7 separate regions of the Mus musculus genome follow, and regions 2, 3, 4, 5, 6 and 7 are each linked to region 1. Evidence: chromatin contacts called from public HiChIP or PLAC-seq and promoter capture Hi-C data. All regions are on one chromosome and are shown on one strand. Each heading gives the region's core, a stretch centred on a gene start, on an enhancer-like site or on the middle of the called end of the contact. The rest is flanking DNA. Distances are from core to core; before and after follow the strand shown. Region 1 holds the start of Tepsin (TEPSIN, adaptor related protein complex 4 accessory protein). Region 2 holds the start of Csnk1d (casein kinase 1, delta). Region 3 holds the start of Gaa (glucosidase, alpha, acid). Region 4 holds the start of Card14 (caspase recruitment domain family, member 14). Region 5 holds the start of Dus1l (dihydrouridine synthase 1-like (S. cerevisiae)). Region 6 overlaps Rnf213 (ring finger protein 213). Region 7 overlaps Rnf213 (ring finger protein 213).

The links. Promoter capture Hi-C pulls out the DNA fragments that hold promoters and counts their contacts. HiChIP or PLAC-seq counts read pairs in DNA pulled down with a chosen protein or histone mark.
Region 2: a contact with region 1 is called in an H3K27ac HiChIP or PLAC-seq map of thymic regulatory T cells, with 5 times the contacts expected there. The contact joins the promoter of Csnk1d here to the promoter of Tepsin in region 1. A contact is called at or near these places in 2 of 39 promoter capture datasets (erythroid cells and pre-B cells) and 2 of 115 datasets of contacts at active chromatin or transcription factors (large pre-B cells and thymic regulatory T cells).
Region 3: a contact with region 1 is called in an H3K27ac HiChIP or PLAC-seq map of embryonic stem cells, with 5 times the contacts expected there. The contact joins the promoter of Gaa here to the promoter of Tepsin in region 1. A contact is called at or near these places in 9 of 39 promoter capture datasets (3T3-L1-derived adipocytes, cranial neural crest, embryonic stem cells and 5 more) and 4 of 115 datasets of contacts at active chromatin or transcription factors (astrocytes, bone marrow-derived macrophages, embryonic stem cells and 1 more).
Region 4: a contact with region 1 is called in a promoter capture Hi-C map of pre-B cells, with 5 times the contacts expected there. The contact joins the promoter of Card14 here to the promoter of Tepsin in region 1. A contact is called at or near these places in 7 of 39 promoter capture datasets (the 3T3-L1 cell line, the C10 cell line, hippocampal neurons and 3 more), 2 of 484 Hi-C or Micro-C datasets (CD4 T cells and olfactory sensory neurons), 6 of 115 datasets of contacts at active chromatin or transcription factors (astrocytes, bone marrow-derived macrophages, embryonic stem cells and 2 more) and 1 of 9 other capture datasets (liver).
Region 5: a contact with region 1 is called in a promoter capture Hi-C map of pre-B cells, with 2.1 times the contacts expected there. The contact joins the promoter of Dus1l here to the promoter of Tepsin in region 1. A contact is called at or near these places in 2 of 39 promoter capture datasets (liver and pre-B cells).
Region 6: an H3K4me3 HiChIP or PLAC-seq map of bone marrow-derived macrophages shows a contact between it and region 1, with 2.5 times the contacts expected there. The contact joins the enhancer-like site here to the promoter of Tepsin in region 1. A contact is called at or near these places in 8 of 39 promoter capture datasets (the 3T3-L1 cell line, the C10 cell line, embryonic stem cells and 4 more), 3 of 115 datasets of contacts at active chromatin or transcription factors (T-cell acute lymphoblastic leukemia, bone marrow-derived macrophages and pancreatic cancer cells) and 1 of 9 other capture datasets (adipose tissue).
Region 7: a contact with region 1 is called in an H3K4me3 HiChIP or PLAC-seq map of bone marrow-derived macrophages, with 4 times the contacts expected there. The contact joins the enhancer-like site here to the promoter of Tepsin in region 1. A contact is called at or near these places in 13 of 39 promoter capture datasets (the 3T3-L1 cell line, 3T3-L1-derived adipocytes, the C10 cell line and 7 more), 3 of 115 datasets of contacts at active chromatin or transcription factors (T-cell acute lymphoblastic leukemia, bone marrow-derived macrophages and large pre-B cells) and 1 of 9 other capture datasets (liver).

What each region holds. Positions count from the first base shown.
Region 1 is chr11:120,097,395-120,100,130 of GRCm38.p6, reverse strand. Tepsin (TEPSIN, adaptor related protein complex 4 accessory protein) reads left to right here and starts at 1,400. Exons shown (of 13, transcript NM_183137.2): 1 at 1,400-1,505; 2 at 2,550-2,622. The coding sequence starts at 1,458. It overlaps Ndufaf8 (NADH:ubiquinone oxidoreductase complex assembly factor 8), which reads right to left and starts at 1,197. Exons shown (of 3, transcript NM_001110242.1): 1 at 1,066-1,197; 2 at 873-983. The coding sequence starts at 1,149.
Region 2 is chr11:120,989,969-120,992,704 of GRCm38.p6, reverse strand. It overlaps Csnk1d (casein kinase 1, delta), which reads left to right and starts at 1,372. Exons shown (of 10, transcript NM_027874.2): 1 at 1,372-1,770. The coding sequence starts at 1,695. It overlaps LOC115486436 (a long non-coding RNA gene), which reads right to left and starts at 1,341. Exons shown (of 2, transcript XR_003949839.1): 1 at 1-1,341.
Region 3 is chr11:119,266,563-119,269,298 of GRCm38.p6, reverse strand. It overlaps Gaa (glucosidase, alpha, acid), which reads right to left and starts at 1,336. Exons shown (of 20, transcript NM_008064.4): 1 at 1,077-1,336.
Region 4 is chr11:119,306,373-119,309,108 of GRCm38.p6, reverse strand. It overlaps Card14 (caspase recruitment domain family, member 14), which reads right to left and starts at 1,341. Exons shown (of 23, transcript NM_130886.4): 1 at 1,172-1,341.
Region 5 is chr11:120,795,024-120,797,759 of GRCm38.p6, reverse strand. Dus1l (dihydrouridine synthase 1-like (S. cerevisiae)) reads left to right here and starts at 1,365. Exons shown (of 14, transcript NM_026824.4): 1 at 1,365-1,617; 2 at 2,037-2,283. The coding sequence starts at 2,047.
Region 6 is chr11:119,418,174-119,420,909 of GRCm38.p6, reverse strand. Rnf213 (ring finger protein 213) reads right to left here. Exons shown (of 68, transcript NM_001040005.3): 12 at 2,611-2,736; 13 at 1,682-1,737; 14 at 691-844. Among named protein-coding and RNA genes, the nearest start is that of Mir1932, 29 kb to the right of the region's middle. Within about 2 kb of position 1,354, at least 56 of the 459 cell types and tissues checked have an H3K27ac peak or open chromatin away from gene starts, as enhancers often do. A contact at or near this core is called in T-cell acute lymphoblastic leukemia, bone marrow-derived macrophages and hematopoietic stem and progenitor cells, where this site is marked.
Region 7 is chr11:119,439,112-119,441,847 of GRCm38.p6, reverse strand. Rnf213 (ring finger protein 213) reads right to left here. Exons shown (of 68, transcript NM_001040005.3): 29 at 1-1,659. Among named protein-coding and RNA genes, the nearest start is that of Mir1932, 50 kb to the right of the region's middle. Within about 2 kb of position 1,372, at least 2 of the 459 cell types and tissues checked have an H3K27ac peak or open chromatin away from gene starts, as enhancers often do. A contact at or near this core is called in bone marrow-derived macrophages, where this site is marked.

The DNA of each region.
Region 1 (2,736 bases), core at 151-2,650:
AGATATGGCTTAAAGCAAGACATCTACCACATCAAATGCCACCTTATCCCAACCACGCTAAAGAACTGAGATGCTAGTGTGTCTCGGGGGGTCCCAGCCTGGGCTCACCTACAGAGGACGCCTGGCCCCTGTGACTGAGAGTTTCTGTTATGAGATGGGCAGGGATGGAGGGGGAACCACAGGGGGGTGCCTTTATCTGGTCCAGGCAAAGCAGCAGATGGAGTCACACAATTCTGGTCAGCCACAGAGAGGGTGGCAGGGACAGCAGAAACTCTGAGCATTAGGAGTGTGTTTAGGGTTTCAATGACAGCTGCTGGCCACCAACCACAAGAGTAAAGGCTTGTGTCAAGTTAGAAGGAACAAGAAAAGCGCAACACCTGACGACTGAACAGCCTCTGCCGGGAAACCAAAGGCTGTATGTAGGTGAGGCTGGGCTGTAGTCAACTCAAACACTGCTCCTCATTCCCGCCGAGGCTACTGTGGACCTGCTTCTGATGCAGTGTGTCTGTCACCCTGGGTTCTTAACCACCGACCCTAGCTCTAGTGGAGGGGTCATGGGCAAAAAGGCCAGGATCAAGAACCCAAGCGGCTCTCAGCATCGCTTCCGTGCTGCAGGGAGAACCTGCTGCGGACCTTGCACTTTACTCCTCGGGGACAGGGTGCGTCAGGGGTGCGTGCCTAGCAGGACACTGCCCTGGCATCTAGCAGGAATTGCTGGGAGAAACCAAGTGGAGCTGGGGTCGGTCTCATCGGGTTGCCCATCGGCAAGACGCCAACAGCTAACTGGAGGCCCTGTCCCCTTGTCACTGGAGTTGCTTGGCGGAAAAGAGGACGCCAGACAGAGATGACGTAGCAGGGACACGCCCACCTACCGCGGCGGCGAAGCAGCTCCGCAGGGCCTCGAACTCGCGAACGCAGAGGTCCTTACTCAGGCGGCCTCCTGGGGCGGTGGACGCCTGCACGCACTTGCCATAAGCCGAGGCCTGAGGGAAGACGGGACAGTACAGGGACCTGACCCGAGTCGCCACCCATCCCGCTTCCGCTTCCGCTCCGTTCGCTCCGTACCTCAGCTCCACAGGCCGCCAGATGCTCGGGGAAGGCTCGGAAACGGCTCCGCACACGCCCCCACACCGCTCCGTTCACAGACATGAGCGGTCCTTTTAGGCTCTCGAGGGCGCCGCCATCTTGGGCCCTGCCTCTTCCGGAGTCGAACGCGTGAACATCCGGACTCTCCGCCTATCCTATTTTCTGGTTGGTCAGAGTCACAGTCCTGTGCTTCTGTAATTGGTCGCCGTTCTTGTCCGTCTCTTGCTGAGACTTTGGATTGGCTGAGACGCAGATGTTCCCGCCTTCGTGCCCGCCCCTTGCGAGCGATTGGTCGGGGGAGCGAGAGGAGCGCGACGATTGGAGGATCGAAGCCTGGCGGAAGCGGGGCAGTTTGGGAGGTTACCTGGACCATGGCAGCTGTGCCGCCCCTGCGGGACCGCTTGAGCTTCTTGCATAGGGTGAGTGAAACTCGCCGGGTGTGCTGACCTCCGGCGCCCGGGAACCTCGCTAGATTAGCGGGGACAGACACTGTCCAGCAGCTGCCGAGAATGAGTGTGCCTGCCGTGATAGCAGAAGGTTAACCCCAAGGGCGGCGGGCGATCTCCAGCGGGGCCCATCGGCTCTCCCCAGGCTTCATTTCAGAAGATCCTGGAAGCTCGTACATCTCTGGGGGACAGGGGGCATCTGGAAGGCCATAGCCACGGGGTGGCGAGAGCGGAGCCTGCTGCCAGCTGTTGACTGCAATAAATTGATTGCCTTGAGCTTTCTGACTGGATCTTGAGGGCACTGAGTGGCCCCAGGGACCCTTCTTAGGCTTTTAAGAGTCCCTGCTACAAGAGATCAGATCACTCAAGTCTGGGACAAGATCTGAAGTACTGAACTGTGCAGCTCCCTCCCTACAGATCCCCTTGAAGGCACTGTAGACAAATAGCACGGTGAAGACATACTTGTCTTAAATGTTCCTAAACCTCGCCCTCTCATCCAGATACTGATGGATGAGATGAGGTGTTCCCAGATTTCAACCAAGTAAACACCATAGGCTTGCAGGGACACGCAAGGAAGTAAGTAAGCAAGCACAACCAAGCTGATTCATGACTCAATAAGATGGAAGTTTGCTATCTTCAAGGAACCTTAAAGTCCCCAAGCTGAGCGGTTCTCACTCTTTGGGTCTGTACCCAGTAGTCTCACCCATCCAATGCACAGAAAGCCCTGAGATTCTTTCTGTTGCTGTTACTTAGTGTAGGAGGCAGGGGCTGAACCTCATCTTGACCTCGTTAGAGAACCTTTGTTGATTTTCCTCTTTCCCGGGTCACTCCTCCATGCCAGAGCAGAGCCTGTTTGCAGCTCTGCTTTGTGGCCCTTAGGGTGACTGTGGCCCTGCCCAGACTCTCTCCTGGGCAGTTTTAGCCCCAGTCAGCATGAGGCTTGCTTCCATTCCCTTCAGTGGCTGGGACCTACCCTGTCTAAGATGGCAGCTCACCATGGCCCTCATTCCCCTACAGCTCCCCATCCTGTTGAAGGGGACCTCAGATGATAGCATCCCATGTCCAGGCTACCTGTTTGAAGAGATCGCCAGTATCCTTCTGCACTGTTCCCATTGGTGGGTTTAGTGTTTAGTACGGAGGGGATCCTGACATAGCAGGAAGGGATACTGCATCAGGGTGGGGTTTTCTGCTATTCCAGGAGCAC
Region 2 (2,736 bases), core at 123-2,622, 890 kb before region 1:
ACGCAGCAGCTCACACCCTCGGCTCTCTATTCCAGACAGAGCAGGTGCTCCCAGAGGGAAGACCGCTAGGCAAAGATCAGGCCCGAGGTTGGTAAGAGAGAGGTTAGGCCAGATACCAGGTTTGCTGTTTTCAGTTCAATATAGGGGCTTCTCAGATGAAGTTAGGTATTGTTCATCAACAGAAAAAAAATTATACTTGAATTCTGTCAGTAAGATTATTTTTACTAGTTTGGCCGCATCTGGCTCTGACTCCTGGACTAAAAAGCTAGGCAGTTCCCATACCTGCCGCTCAGTGACCACTGGTTTCAGTTTGCCTTGTGGTGTCTTCTGTCTCCGGCTGTGTAATGCTCCCCAACCTGACTGCCAACTGTGTGCAGGCAGGCACTGCAGGACCACCAAAAGGAAGGGTGGTGGAGCTGGGAGACTAGAAGACATGTCAGCTCCACGTGCTTCTGCAGGGCTGCTGAGTTGTCATGCAGCGTGATACCCTGTGCAGATGCTACGGGTGCTAGCTGACCAAATAGAAGCATTACACTCATCTGTGACTCTCGTGTTTCTGGCTGGGTGAGAGTGGGCCTAGAAAAGCATCTATTTGGAAGGTTGTCCCCTCCTGGTTAGGGGGCACCTCCTGTGTGGTAGCTCCTCCAGAGTCCCTCCTCAGTGGTCAGAATGGACAGCCAAGTCTTGGAAGCTGGCCGTCAGCCTGAACTTCAGAATTCATGTTTGTGTTTGCCAGGGGAACATGCAGATCCAATGCAGACCAGATAAAAATGTTGACTCTCTCTCCAGGCAGACAGCCCTGGAGAGCGATCAGAGTCTGAGACATACCCTCTACACCCTCAGTGAACTCAACACTGACCTTCCTGCCCACAGTGGGTCCCAGGAAGACCTCTTTTCTTCCACCCTTGTGTGCAAGAAGCTGGCAGGCAGCAGCAGGCACGTTTTGCACCATTCAAAGCCCACAACTGGTGATTCCTACAAAAGCTAACTGTCTACCTGTGATCTCAGAGCTAGGCCTGGACCGCCCTCTCTGCCCTTTTCCCCTATCTGTAAAGGGCCTTTCCCGGGGTCTACAAAAGGAACTGCTATTCGGCTTCTCTCTGCCTGTTTAGGGGCAGGGTCGCTATAGCCCAGGCTGGTCTCGAACTCCCAAGGGCTGGAACTACAGGCATTTCTTACCACACATGGCTTAGCTTCCTCGGACTTCTATTGGAGACAAATGGGAAGACCAAAGAGACCAGCTGGAGTCATCCTGCGGGAACGGTGGACACTGGGACAGAGAAACAGGCCTGGTTGCGACTGCGCAATCCATCAAGTAGCCAAGCCCCGCCCCCGAGCACGGTGGCCCCGCCCCCTTGGGTTGCTAGGGGAAGTGACGTCACAGCGCGATGGCGGCGGCTCCTTTAGGCAGCTGAAGGGGGATTTAGGCCCGGAAGATCCGAGTCCATCCGCGGCGGGGAGAGGGCGAGCGGGGCCGGCAAGGGCCGGAGCAGCGGCGGCGGCGCTCGGACTGTCCCATCCGCCCCGTATTGAGGCGCTGAGAGCGACGGGGCGACCGGAAAGCGATGGTGAAAGCGGGGCCGTGAGGGGGGCGGAGTCGGACCGGACCCGCAGTAGCGGCAGCAGCGGCGCCGCCTCCCGGAGCGCAGACCCAGGAAGCGGCCGGGCGGGCAGTAGCGAGCCGCACCGCTGCCATGGAGCTGAGGGTCGGGAACAGGTACCGACTGGGCCGCAAGATCGGCAGCGGCTCCTTCGGAGACATCTATCTCGGTGAGGCCCGGCGCCATCGAGCGCCCGGGGGCCTTGCGGATCGGCGGGCGGGGTCCCCGGCAGGCCGAGGCCTGCGGAGGGCCGGAGTGGACGTTCGGCATCCCCGCAGCCGAGGGCCCGGGCACCGGCCTCGGCCAGACACCAACGGCCGCTGTGCGAGCGCGGCCGGGGGGCTGGGCGCGGCGCGGCGGGTCGGGGTGGGGTGCGGGGAAGGGCTGGAAGGACAGGCCGGTCTTGGGGACTGCAGGCCGGGGGGCAGAGCTCGGAGCGTGTCTGGGGATGGTCGGGGACCCGGGAGAGGAAGAAGGAGGCCTAGAGGCGGGGGCCAGCGGGCCTCGGTGGTGGGGTGTCAGAGGGCGTGGGAAAAGGACTGGGGGCGGGGGCCGGGGGGGGACAGCGGGGAGGGGGAGGGGAGAGCGGGGCAGGGGAGGGCAGCAGGCTGGGGGTGGGGCCCGGAGGGGGCAGGGCCTGGGCCGGGCGTCAGCATCCTCCCCCACCTAAGGTCACCGCAGTAAACAAAGGCCATGCTCTGCTCCGCCAAGGGTCTGGTGCTGTTCCTCAGCTCTGCAGTGGCGTCCTGGATGTTTTCATGTGTGGGGGAGAAATGTCAAAATAAGCCAGATGTAGTGTGGAGGTGGGGAGTGTCCCGGTCAGAAATGGGGGAAACGACCGGCTGATTTCTGAGGGTTCTTGGAGCAGTCTGGGCCTGCTCTTTTCCACAATGGCATCTCCACTTAGCTGACCCGCTAAAGGGATCACCCATAGCCTCCTGGCTGCCACTCTCCTCCAAATCAGGACTGAAAATGTTCCCTGTGCCTGGCCTGAAAGGCCTTGGTTTGGTTGGGGTCTTGAGGATATGTTGAGCATCTAAGTTGACTACTGGACACCCGGAAATCAACAGGAATGAAGTTTTGATGAATGCAGATGCATTCAATGTCGAGATGTAGGCAGAACAGAGGGGAGAGA
Region 3 (2,736 bases), core at 87-2,586, 830 kb after region 1:
ACAGAACTCAGAAAAGCACTTCACTTATATTTACTGGTTGGTTGGTTTTGAAAGCTGTAACTCAAGAACAGCCAGAATGAAGAAATGGGTGGAGAACGGTTGGGAGTGGCTCCCAGGCTCCCAACACTCAAATGTGTTGATCAACTGGGATGGTCTCTGAACCCACGTGGCTGCCATGTTGAGACAGGGTCTGCAGTAGCCCAGGCTTGCCTTAACTTGCTATGAAGCCAGGGATGGCTTGGGTCCCTGCCACCATCTCCTACACGCTGGGCTTTCTGGCATTGGAGACCACAGCCAGCTCTGTTCAGTTCTGTGGGCCTTCGGTTACGTAGGCATGACTGAAATCCGTTACCATGGTGAGTGATTCTCCAGCATCTTGAGGGAGTTGGAGTGCTTGCGTAGGCTGCAGTTTCCTACCCTCCAATCACGCCTTGGTCTTTCAGGTGCCCAGCGGCCATAATGAGCCACCATAATGAGCCACAGAAAGATCCAGTGTGTGGATCTGGCTCGAAGACCAGAGACCCATTTTGTCTTTACTGCCGAGTAAGGCCCAGCTCCACCTGGCCCTTCCAGACGTAAGTGACACTGACCATGATTCAGCATCTAAGGACACTCGCAGGCTCAAATTCTGCGGGGCAGGGTGGGAATCTGCATTTTCCAGGACCCTCCAAGGAGGCCGCAGGGCGCAACTCAGAAACACACGCATTAGAACAAAGTCCCAGAAACTGGGAGCAGGCAGCTGAGGCCCGTTCTCTCAGCCACAATTTAGAGAAAAAAACATGGGAAGGAACTGAACTCAGAGGCCACGGCTGACCTGGTGACCTCAAGCTTGCTTTCTGGAAAGCAGCTGGATCGCTGCGTCACCAGGCACAGGCGTGTCCAAATCCAACCTGTCAGACACGGGAGGTCAAAGTGAAGGTTCTCGGTTTCTCTGTGCCTCAGTTTCCCCCTGCGTCACATACACACAGAGCTTTGCCCGCCTGGTACTGCGGGCACGAACTAGAATCCCGGACTTTACCGGAGCCTGCTGTCTTACTAAGGTCACCGTCCGTGGCTGCCTGGGTCGGGGGTCTCACCTATGCCGCGTGTCTCTGCTCGATTCTCCAAAGCAGGAACTCGCTGACAGTCGGCCCTGCCTGCCTGGAGGAGGCCGCTCCTCCGGAGGCTCTGGGGCCGGAGACAGCCTTCACCAGCTCGCCCAGCTCACCTGCGCAATCACCCTCCAGGCCGAAGACCCCCAGGCTCAGCGGGCAGCGTGGGTCACGTGGTCTGTGGGCGGGGCTCGTCCGCGCGGACCTCGTCACACGACCTCCTGCGTAGGCGGCGGAGTCCGTGTGAGTGTTATCGCTGCGCCCCCTAGTGGCTGAGGGCGACAGTGAGCGCAGGTGTTGGAATGGCAGCCATAGGACGTCATCGCGTTGCAAAAGCTCCAGTAGATTAAACCAGCCCAGACCTGGAGTCAGAGTCAAACACGTGATCGCACAGAAAACCTACGATGGTGAAACAGTAAATGATCCGGGGCATTTGATATAAGTATGATGCAGGTCATACATTGAGCCAGAAGCCCGGGGTAGTAGTGCAGGCATGTGATCCCAGCACTCGGGAAGCAGCAGCAAGAAAGATTGACAATTTGAGGCCAGCATACGACACCTGGTGAAACTCTGTTTCAAAAACCAAAGTTGGCAGGCCGGATGTAGATAGGGGTAGAGCACTGGCCTACCATGTGCAAGGCCCTGACTCTCCTGTACTGCTGGGACCACTGGGGGGTGGAGGGGCATTTGTGCCTCTGGCTGTCAAACTTTTGAAACAATGTACACCAAGAAATTCAACGCCCCCCTCCCCATCCCATGCTGGGAGAGGAGAAAGGCCTGAGAAGACGGTGTCCTCAGCTCTGGCAGCTTGTCGGAGCACAGTGTGTGCAGGCAGGATAATGAGAGCCAAGAGGACTGGCCAGCGAGGGAAGGTGGATGGACTCTGGCCAGCTTGAATGTGCTGAGCTTGGCTCTGGCAATCTTTCCCTTGTGCCCATTCCCTCTGCCTTGCTAAAGAAAAACAAAACAAAACAAAACAAACAAACATTAGATTACATTCCTAAAGCTAGCCATCAAGGTCTCTTCCCTTATTTGGCCACTTCCTCCGCCTAAGGCTGACTGCCAGGGGCCAGCTGTTAAAGTATTGAAGTCCAGCAATCCGAAGCCCCCTTTGGTTCATGTAATTAATACACCAAACCAAACCTTACCACCGCATGCTAGCCCATCCTAACACAGGCCTCCCCTTCTCTCTTCTTTTTTTTTTTTTTTTTTTTTTGTGTGGTTTTTTGAGACAGGGTTTCTCTGTGTAGACCAGGCTGGCCTCGAACTCAGAAATCCGCCTGCCTCTGCCTCCCGGGTGCTGGGATTAAAGGCGTGCGCCACCACGCCCGGCCCCTTCTCTCTTCTTAAAAATGACACCAGCAGCCAACAATGGCAGCACACGCCTTTGATCCCAGCACTGTGAGGCAGAAGCAAGTGGAGCTCTGATTTTCAGGACAGCCTGGTGTACATACAGAGTGAGTTCCAGGATAGCCAACGGTACACAGAGACCCTGTCTTGGGCCCGCCCATCCCCCCTTACACCTGCCGAGTCATTTGCTGCTGTTCTTCACCTTTGTTCCTGGTGGCTTGTGCCTATTCTGGGGTCCGACAGGGAAACCCCTGCTCTGCAGAGGTCTCCTAACAGACAGGAGCGTCCCGTGACC
Region 4 (2,736 bases), core at 92-2,591, 790 kb after region 1:
ACACACATATACACACACTCACACACACACAGTGGATGAGCTGGGTGTGGTCCCAGCTGGTTGGGAAGCACCCACGACCTTAATCCTGGGCAGCAGAGCAAGACTTGGTCTCAGAAAACAAACAGAAAGTGGGGCTGGTAGGAGGGAACTTATAAGGTTAGAGATAGGGGTGAGTCCAAATGAGAAAGAAAATTTGCCTCAGATCTGGCACCCTCGGGGTAGCCTTAGCTCTCTAGAATCTTCTCACCCTGCCCAACACTAGAGTAGCCTTCCTGCATGCACGGTCCTCCTCTTAGGAGACCTTCCCGTCAGTCAGCCTTCTCAGAACCCAAGGCTCAGCCTCTTGCTTTGTCTGATAGGAAGAAACCTCTCTTCTCTCCCTCTCCCTCTCCCTCTCCCTCTCCCTCTCCCTCTCCTTCTCCCTCTCCCTCTCCCTCTCCCTCTCCCTCTCCCTCTCCCTCTCCCTCTCTCATACACACACATTCTCTCTCTTATACACACACACTCTCATGTACACATATACACACTCTTACATATGAACACACACACTCTCATGTACACATATACACACTCTTACATATGAGCACACACACTCTCTTTTATACACATACACACACATATACACAGTCTCTTACACATGATCATACACTGTTTCTCCTCTCTCTATCTTATACACACACACATATACACACTCACGCACTCTCACCCACACGTATACACACTCTCTTACACATGAGCACACACACACACACACACACACACACAGCCTGGACGGAAGGTTAGAACACGTGGCTGACATATGTAGCAGCTAAGCCGAGGGCCACCCAGCCAAGAGGGGAGGACGGTCCCCTTTGTATTCTTCTGCTAAAATCCAGTCCCTTGGTCCCAGAAATATCAGTGAGAATCCGTCCACTGCCTCCAGACACCTGCTTTCCCCTCCACTCAACCTCAGTAACCCGAAGGTGTGACCATAAATCCCAGCATTCCTTCCACCCGTCAGCCCCTCTGGCTCTGTGGGGGGATGGGTGCAGCAGCTCGAGAATGTTCCTGCGCTTTAATCAAGCACAGCGAGACAAACCGTTCCCTTCATTTCCCAGGCGCCATCTCCTCTCAATGAGGGAGATGGCCGCAGCCCCTCTTTGCCTCAGAACAGCTGGGACCCTGTCCTGACCTGTCCATTGTCCTGACCTGTCCACAGTCCCTCTGGCATGCTGACTGGTTCTGGTGGGACAGACTCTGCATTTGCCTTCCTGTCCTGTAGCAGTGATGGTCGGAGGCTCAGTCTTAGGCTGGGCTGGGCTGTACAGCAAGTGAGGAGCAGGTTTGATGGCACAGTCATCTGGGATCTTCCCACAGGAGCAGGGCCTTATATACAAGGCTTAAGTGCAAAGGGAAGGGCCAGCACATTCCCTCCTCTTGGGTCTGATTGGCTGATGTGAGAGTTGCCACCACCTGTTGGGAGATGCCAGGTATCTGGTCTCCCCACTGAGGGCTGTGATAGAGGGTGTGGTGGCAGCCAGGAGAACCGTCCCTCCTTCCTGAGCTGTCAGCCCAGTTCATTTGCCTCTACTCTTGGAAAGAACCTAGGAGGGTTGAGATGACTTCGGGGCCTTCCTCGTTCCCATAACCAATTACAGGAATTGCATAATGATTCCAGCAGGCCCATTAAAGGTCAGCATGTCATAAGGGGACTTGGGCTGTGCCAAAAGGGACTCTTTCTGGAATCTAATTGCTTTACTGGCTGGGATCCTTACATCTACATCCGTGGTCCTCCTCTTCTGCACAGTGGCTCTTTGACCCCTCCCACTGCCAGCACTCAACACAGCAGGCAGTGACCCAAGCACTCCCTCTGGTGTGCGGGCACCCAAGAGTGCAGTGCCCAGTCTGCAGTGCTTATGGGGTACCTGCTGAGCGCCCACACCTCTCACCTCCTTTAGGCATGCAGGCCTCCTTCCAAGTCTGAGGCTCCGGGCTTACTCCTACACCAGCCTTTGCACCTGCTGTTCCCGCTGCCAGGAACTTCCCTCACCTCCTTCTGACACCACTCCAGGTCCAGCTTCCCATAAAAAAGGCCCTTCCAGGCCTTTCTATTTTAAACTGCAGGCTTCTCGTCTGGGCCCTCCCTCCCCCTTGGCCTGTTTCACTTGTCTGCCCAGATCTATTTTGTGGTCTGTTTTTATTTTTTTCTCCCCCATGGCACATGACAGTTCTCGTCTTTCTTGTTCTCTGTTCAGCCCCACCCCTAGGACAGTTGCATGAATGTGGGGCAATGGAATATGCACAGACGGCCTGGTCTCCAGTCGAGCTGAGGCCATGAACCTTGGTGAAACCCGGTGGTGGTAATTTTCGCCTACATGGAATGGAAGGAGTTCTCTCATGTCTCCTAGACCCCTGGCTCCTGTCGAAGTTACTGCCCCCACAGCCCCCACAGGAGAGGCTCATGGCTTTCAGTCATGTAGACAATGTCCCAAGCTTCTGACCTTCAGGCTAGACTCCTCACAGTTACCTAGCAACAGCAAGATAACAGCCCACTATAAGAGGGGCTGCTTGGCCCCTCCTCGTTTTCTAAGCTCTCTTTCTCCAAGCTTTTACCTCTCTCTAAGCCTTCACCTTTCTTACTCTCTAACTCTCTCTCTCTCTCTCTCTCTCTCTCTCTCTCTCTCTCTCTCCTTTTCCCCTTCTCTCCTCTTGGCCACGGCTGGTCTCTCTCTCTTTATATCTCCTCTCTTTTCCCCT
Region 5 (2,736 bases), core at 116-2,615, 700 kb before region 1:
CTGTCTCGAAACCCCCCCCCCCCAAAAAAAAGAAGAGGGCATTGGAAACCATAAGACTATAGTTACAGACAGTTGTAAGCTGCCTTGTGGGTGTTGGGAACTGACCTCAGGACCTCTGGAAGAGCAACTAGTACTCTTAACCTCAGAGCCATCTCTCCTGCCCCTCTTATTTACTTTATTTATTTTTTATTTTATTTTTCGAGATAAGGTTTCTTTGTGTAGCCCTGGCTATCCTGAATTAGCTCTGATCTAAATCAGGCTGGCCTCCAACTCACAGAGCTGCTCCTGCCTCTGCCTCCTGAGTGCTGGGATCAAAGGTGTGGTGTCACCACCCAGCTTCCTGTCATTTCCTTACAAGGCAGAAAATTAAAGTATCATAAATGGCTTGAGTAATGCATATATATTACATTATATCATTATACCGTTATACATGTATCATTATACATACATATATCATTATAAAGTATGTATCAGCAATTGTTCCAAGGCTGGAGAGCAGGACTCAATGGTTTGTGGAGTTGGAAGTCTGACCACAGAGGGAAAGGCTGGAAGCATGTGAGTTGCACGATACAAACTCTGGATTCTGAAAACTCGAGGTGCATGGAAGCAGTGTAGAAGGATTAAAGAGTGGTCAAACAACTCAGACATGGCGGTTCAGGCCTTGAATTCTGTGTTGGGAGGCAGAGTCTGGTAGATCTCTCTCAGTGAAATACATCACTACTATTAAAACAGTAACAGTTTACGGCCATAGTTTGGTTTCCTGTTTAAAATACCCTGACAAAAAGAACTTAGGAGAGAACTTTTTTTATTTTTGTTTTTGAGAGCTGGGGAGGGTTTCTCTGTATAGCCCTGGCTGTCCTGGAACTCACTCTGTAGACCGGGCTGGCCTCGAACTCAGAAATCTGCCAGGCCTCTGCCTCCTAAGTGCTGGGATTAAAGGCATGAGCCACCACTGCCCGGCCCCATATCTCTTTATGCATGTTCCTTCCCTCTAGCAAGCGACTCATTACTCGACAAAGGCCTGGCCTGCTGTAGCCTTTTCTACCCAGGATCTGAAGTAATAATTCTTTATCTCGTTTCCTATTGTGGTGGTGTACTAAATTTACGTCTTGTGTCTGCAGAACCAAGGGCTGCTCCTGGATTGCGGAGGTGGGTTGGGGGATAGAGGTGGGAGGAAAGGCCTCCGAGTGCCAATTGTCTGGAAGGGACAGCGTGACCCCGGGCATGCGCAGTCTGTTCTTGCTCAACTCTCTCGTTTCCACAAGGCCGGTCCCTTCAGCGCTGAGCTGCAGTTTCCGAGGACTTTATTTTTTGCTGCACCGCAGACGGTGCGGAGCGCCTGGCAGTACGCTTCCGGCTCCGGCACTTCCGGCGGCGTTGCGCTGAGTCTGAGCCACGGCGCTTGGCGGCTCCCGCCGCCTTCGTGCGGGTCCTGCTGGCGGCGCCGCGGGTCAGGCAGAGGCTACGGGGCCTTGTGTGCCCCTTTCTTTGGAGCGTGCCCGCAGTCACAGACCTTCATCGAGCCCTGGCCAACTCCGACGGTGCGGGAAGTAGTCCTAGTTCAAGCCCCGTGGACGTCCGGTGGCGGTCTCGGGCCCCAGCCAGCCCAGGGGTTAGGTAGGGGCAGCTCAGGGGGCTCTGGGCCCGACCAGGAAAGGAGCCGTGGAGGCTGACGTGCTCGCTACTCTCCCAACCCAAGATCCGAGGCGGCGTCAGGCCTCGTGCAGCCGGGTGGTCTCAGCTGTGCAGGTCCCACAGACCTGTTCATCCTCCACACCCGCTGCACCAGGCTGGCGTTTAAGGGGAGAAGGTCCAGAGAGGGTGAGTGGTATGTCAGGGTCACTGCCAGAAAGGTGGAGGGAGGGCACCTCAACCCTGTGCCTACGGATACCTCTCTTGTTTTCACCGTGTTCTTGGGAGAGCCGACAGCAAAAGCTGACGAGAGCGGTCAGCTCCTGGAGTTGAACTTCGTACCCTCCTGGGGTATGATGGTATACCATGGCTGAAATGAGCGCTTGTTCCTCTTCTGCCCTTAGTGTGGAGAGGATGCCCAAACTGCAGGGTTTTGAGTTTTGGAGCCGCACCTTGGGGGGTGCCCGACATGTGGTGGCACCCATGGTGGACCAGAGTGAGCTAGCTTGGAGACTTCTGAGCCGCCGCCATGGAGCCCAGCTATGCTACACCCCTATGCTACATGCCCAGGTCTTCGTTAGAGATGCTAACTACCGCAAAGAGAACTTGTATTGTGATGTGTGCCCCGAGGACAGGCCTCTCATTGTGCAGGTGAGCTGAGGGACTGGGTAGCACCTAAGCTCCAGACCCTGTATATAAGGACAGCATTCCCAAGCTGTCCCTGTCATATACATATAACCCAGGAGAAGGGTCGGGGTCCCTGAAGTCCTGCATGACACATGCTGCTGAGTGGGCATCCCCAGAACTGGGAACTAGCCAGAGTCCCGGTGAAGGGGCAGCTTGGAGGACGTGAGGAGTGTAGCACCAGTGTCACCTTGATCCTTCTCCGTCTCAGTACCCTCCTGTCGAGAACCAACAGTTCTTTACAAGTCTGTGCCAGTGGCTTCTGTTACATGTCATTATAGCTCATATTCCTAGTGGTTGTCATATTGTCAATGTCGGTGGAAAGACCATAGCTCACTGAGTCACCATGGGATTCCTCACAGGGCTGGGTGGCCTAGGCAGGGAGAGTCCTAGGCCTGGGCTGACCGAGGGTGGCATTCG
Region 6 (2,736 bases), core at 105-2,604, 680 kb after region 1:
CCCACAACAATGAGAGAACACTATCTCAGCTGCACAAGGCAACTGAAGGTGACAAGAAGAATCAAGTTCAGAAGCCGGGCGTGGTGGCGCCCAGCAGAGGCAGGTGGACTTCTGAGTTCGAGGCCAGCCTAGTCTACAGAGTGAGTTCCAGAACAGCCAGGGCTACACAGAGAAACCCTGTCTCAAAAAACCAAAAAAAAAAAAAAAAAAAAAAATCAAGTTCAAAGAGAGGTAGGAAGATCTGACGAGGCAGCCACGGAATGCAGCTCTCTCCGGCAAGCACAAAGGACTGCAAGCTGGTGAAGGTGCAGGTGTACTGGGCCACCTCTAGGGACACCAATTTTGCTCTTCAGTTTAACTTAAAGTTCCCAAGGGGAAAACAAGGAGTGGACCTGTGCTCAGGGTAGGATGGTCCCCAGTGTGTTCTGTCAACAGTGGGAAAGAAGTACCCAGTTAACAGTGGGGTTCTGCTCTTTAGCTTGCCCTTGGACATCAGAAGCCTGGCCTACCACCTCCCTCCCTCCCTCCAACCCAAGCCCCAGAACTGCCTCCAGCCCAGAGAGAGCTCAGCTGGAACAGAGAGCCTCAGTCAACTCCCTCATGGCTGAATCAGCTCGGATTCCCTTTCAAATTGAGGTTACCGGAAGCCTACGCCTCCAATACAGTGTCAGACGAACAAGTCCCACTCACCCCTGGAGGACTGAGCTCAAGCAGTTTACAGATAAGCTCAGCAGACAGGGCAGGAATCTCAAAGAACTGGTGGTTAGCTGTGATGTTGCAGACAGTTTCATGGAGGGTCAAACACTCAGTCAAGTAGATCTGTAGCAGGTTCTCCCCAAAGATCCTACCCAAAAAAAGTACAGAGAAATCATTGAAATAGGTGAGAAATGAGAATAGCGAAGAGGGGAAGAAAAAGGTTAAATTAAAAAGAGCGGGTCCTCTGTGTGGGGTGTCTCCTGGCCTACACGTGCTGGTTCGTGTTTACTGAGTGTGTTTGCACACGGGGCAAGCAGGGGTTTAACTACTCAGCATGCCTGACATGCTGGGTTTCAATCCTCAGTTTGCAAAAGAAAAAGGGGGTGGAGGCTGGAGAAAGGGCTCAGTAGTCAAAAGCACTTGCTGTACTATCGGAGGACTTAAAGTCTGGGTCCCCACAGAACAAATGTCTGTGACTCCAACTCATGGCAGCTGCAGGCTGAAGTCAAGGCAGAAAAAGATCTGACCATCAGCACTGGTCTCTCCCCACTTCCTGACTTCAGATGCAGCTCGAGACCTGCTTCCTGCTCCCCTGACAGGGCTTCCCCACCGGTGTGGACTGTAGCCCTCAAACAGTGAGAGAGAACTCACCCTTCCTCCAACTGCCTGTGCTCGGCTCCTGGTCAGAGCCAGGGGAACAGGAAGTCATACGATCACGTTTGACTTCTCCAAACGCCTGATTGCCTCCAGATGGAAGCCAGGACTCGGGAAGTACCGTGAAGGGACACACAGCAAATGGAGCAGGGGCAAACCTTGATCAGCCAGAGCTGGACACACAGCGCTTCATGGCTTGGAAAGCGTGGTGTTGGTTTGCAATCTCCCCAGTGAGGCAGCATGTGTGCAGGAAGCTGTGGCCAGCAGGGACAGCCACCATTCCTCCCAGAGCTGTGTGGAAAACAAAGCTGCCTTTGGCCTCTCTACTTACCTGTGCTGATAAATGTCCACAAGGTGCATCAGCATTTTAAAGACGTTCTCGACATCCTAAGACAGTGAAGAGAAGGGAGGATGTAATCTTGACGTGGCTGTGTTTGTGGAGATTGAGCCAAGAAAAGAAAGGCCTCTGGACACACAGAGCACTGATTCCAAACAGCTACGCTTCTGCCTCACATTAGTAAAGTCACAATACAAAATCACAAGGCTTTCTGTCTTCTGAGCATACCTGTGTGTGTGTGTGTGTGTGTGTGTGTGTGTGTGTGTGTGTGTGTGTGTGTGTGTGTGTTTTCACACGTGTGTAGTAGACTGTGTTTGCTCAGAAGCCATCCATTTGCTTCTGAGACAGCATCTCTCATTGGCTTGGAAATCACCAGTTAAGTGGCTGGACAGTAAGCAAGGATCTGGCCCCTGTAAGTGCAGGCCACAGTGTGCTGGGAGTCAGTGTGGTTCCATTCATTCAGATCCTCAAGCTTGTGTGGCAGGCAGGCACTTTACCAAATGGACCATCACCCAGCCTGATAGATCCATGTTCTCTGTGTGTCTCAGGTCACACCCACCCTGCCTTAGAGTTCCACCAAGCACAGCTGTTTAAAGAAATTAAGATAGAAGTTGAAAAAGCTATTGATAAACTCAGGCAAACTAGCCTTTGCCCACAGGAAACATCACCACACCTAGCAGAACCAACGTCATTACATCTGACTAAATCTACACGCCACCACCACCCCCACCCCACCCCTCTCGTGTGTGTGTGTGTGTGTGTGTGTGTGTTTTCACTCCTCCCTCACTCACCTCTCTTTCCTTGGGCTTGTGGTGCTGAGGATGAGACTCGGGCTTTTGCTCTAACACTGAGTGCTCCCCGCCCTGTGGCAGTTAACCTGTTCTTCCTAAGCCAGCACTTGCTAACCTGTCCCCACAACACACCTTCTTCATGTTCTGGTTTGAGATCTTCCTTAGCCCTGGAAGACGGTATGAAATCCCTTGCAAACAGTCCAGGACCCTCACGGGCACATCACTCAGGTAGTCTATGGAGTTCTCCAAGTAGGAAGA
Region 7 (2,736 bases), core at 123-2,622, 660 kb after region 1:
ATGGAGAAACTTGTCGAGCTCCTTTAAGAGCATATCACTATGGTCATGAAACCACCGGAAAACTTTGACACAGCGCTCCACGTCCCGGAGGCTGACGAAACCACATTCATTCTCCCTCTTCCTCATGAACATCTGCGAGGCAGAGAGCACATCTGCAATCACACAAGTCTCACTGGGATTCACAGAGACGGAGTCCACCAGTCTCTGTACGATCTGCTGGATGTAGAGCTTTTCTGCAGAGTCATTCAGCTGCCCAAAGTCCCATACCAAAGGAATGAGGCTTGGAGGCAGAGCATGAACACGGTAGACCAGCTGCCGCAGAGGGATGGAGCCCAGCCTGTCTGCAGTCTCCTCTGCACTCACTCTGTATCCCAAACCTGCTGACTCCAGGCGGAGGATCATCTCCTGGGAGTGCTTCCGATATGGGTTGCAGGCAGCAATGATATGCAGGCCAGAGTCCTCATGTAGGTGCTCACCATCCACTGTCCGATCACACAAGATCTCTTTGATACAGCTTACAGCTTCTGTTGTGTTGGCTTCATCAAAGAACAAGATGGTATCCAGCTTGTGCTGGGCCTTATTGGAGAAGGCTGTTCTCTCAGCCTCCTTGACCTTGGAGTAGATCATGGATGGTGTTGTCCCTCCATGGACCTTCACTAACTTCATCGTTTCTGCCTCCACACTACCACGCTTGAGGTCACTAAGAAATTTGATGAGCCTGGTTTTCCCACAGCCTGTCTCTCCCATGATGATAACAGGGATCCCACATCGGAACCGCATTTCAATGGCCAGGATCTTAAGCATATTGTCTGTGGTAAGTTCATATGTTTCATCAGGATCAATAGGCCACTCAATACCTAGTGCCAGGCAGAGTCTTTCAAGCTTCTCATATCTGGGCAAGTTATCAAAGTCAATGTTGAAGGGCACTCTCTGAAGCCTCAGCCCATCAAACAGTTCTTTGGTCATGACGTCTTTTTTGATGACCTTACCATTTGAGGGATTGATGGCATCAACATAGCCATTGTTATTGGTCTCCAAGTGAAAACCTATGAATGTCATGGTCATGTGGTCACCATTGAAGAAAACATATGGATGGGGCTCTGACTCCCACCTCTTTCGAAGAGAGAAGGGAGCTAGGTCTTCTTCAACAACTTCGCCAATGGTGACTGACTGCCTACCTGGGCTTTGGTCTGAAGTGTGAAGAGTCGGAGTAGCAAAATCCCTGGCCATTAAGATCATGAAGGTCACCACAAAGTTCTTGAAGCCCCGAAGTGTGTCTCCAGTAAAAGCTGACTTGCAAAAGATAGACGCCTCACAGTCTTTGAGCTGACAGTTCAGAAACCAAGCAAAGTTCCGAAGCTCTGACCAGGAAGGGTTTATGAGGCCACAGTAAATGAGGAAGTGCTGCAGGCACTCCTCAGGAGAGCCTTCCACAGAGCCTTTTTCATACTGAAATGTGTCCAGGTTCTGCTGCTGATGGAACCGTTTTAAATACTGGTAAGGTCGTTGGAAAGCTTCACTGCAGAACTCCACTGGGTCCATGGCAGGGTCTGTGTGGCTCCTCTCTGGAGTCAGCTCCATGTCTATCACTTCCTTGGGAGGACGGCAGGTGACTTTGGGGAAGAGATCAAGAAACTTGAACAGGGGTGCACGTGCGTTCTGCAAAAAGGAATCACAGATAAAAAAGATGATCACTGAATTCCCTAACCGCTGTCTTTCTGTCTTAACTCTCCACACAGTCTGCACTGAACTTAATTTGTCCCCATGGACTGGAAACTTTTGCCTGCTAAGGGTTTAGAGAACTAAATTAGAAGACACATCCCTAACAAAGATGCATTTTCTAACACAATCAAGGGCTTGTGTCTTCACTATGCACATACACCTGTGAGTATGTGTGAGCTCCAAACCTCTTCAAGTACCAAGTTCCTCTTCAGGTCCAAGAGGACCTCATTGCCTCTGGTGCCTGAGGTTATAGAGGTTATAGAACTAATACGCCTTCCCTGAACACTTGGATACCAACAAGAAAAGTCTCCTTAATATAGGTGTGTGCCAGGCTCTGCATTTACTAACATCTACGCACCTTAGGCTTATACATTCCACATATGCTGTTATCTTTTTTATTTTGTTTTGGAGACAGAGTTTCTCTGTGTAGCCCTGGCTATCCTGGAACTCACTTTGTAGACCAGGCTGGCCTCGAACTCAGAAATCCGCCTGCCTCTGCCTCCCAAGTGCTGGGATTAAAGGCGTGCGCCACCACGCCCAGCTATGCTGTTATCTTTGATGTCTTTCAGGTTCCGGCCCCAGGTTGCACTTTGAACAATTTGAACAGAGATGATCAGGTGTACAGATACACATCAGTGTTGCTCTTTGTGAATACTTGTTATCCAGGGTCATCTTGCCAACCTGGCAGATTTGTACTTTTCACAGTAAAGAGCATAGGAAACTTAATGGCAGACCAGAACCCTGTGCTACCCCCATGAGCCTCATGTGTTTTCGTAAGGGGATGGACCTAAGAACCAGTTGTAAGTTAAGGTTGTCTCCTTTTGTTATGGGACTGGAGCCTAACTAGAGGTCAGTCTCAATAAATAAGCTCTCAGTAACCCCTTAGCTTTAAGCCGGCACAGAATTTTCTTTCCTCCCGGTTCTATTTCTAACAAACCTGGTTAGGACACTAATCTTCCAGTCATATCGGAGGCGGGACTCCTATAGCTAAATTTTAATTGTATAACTTAATAT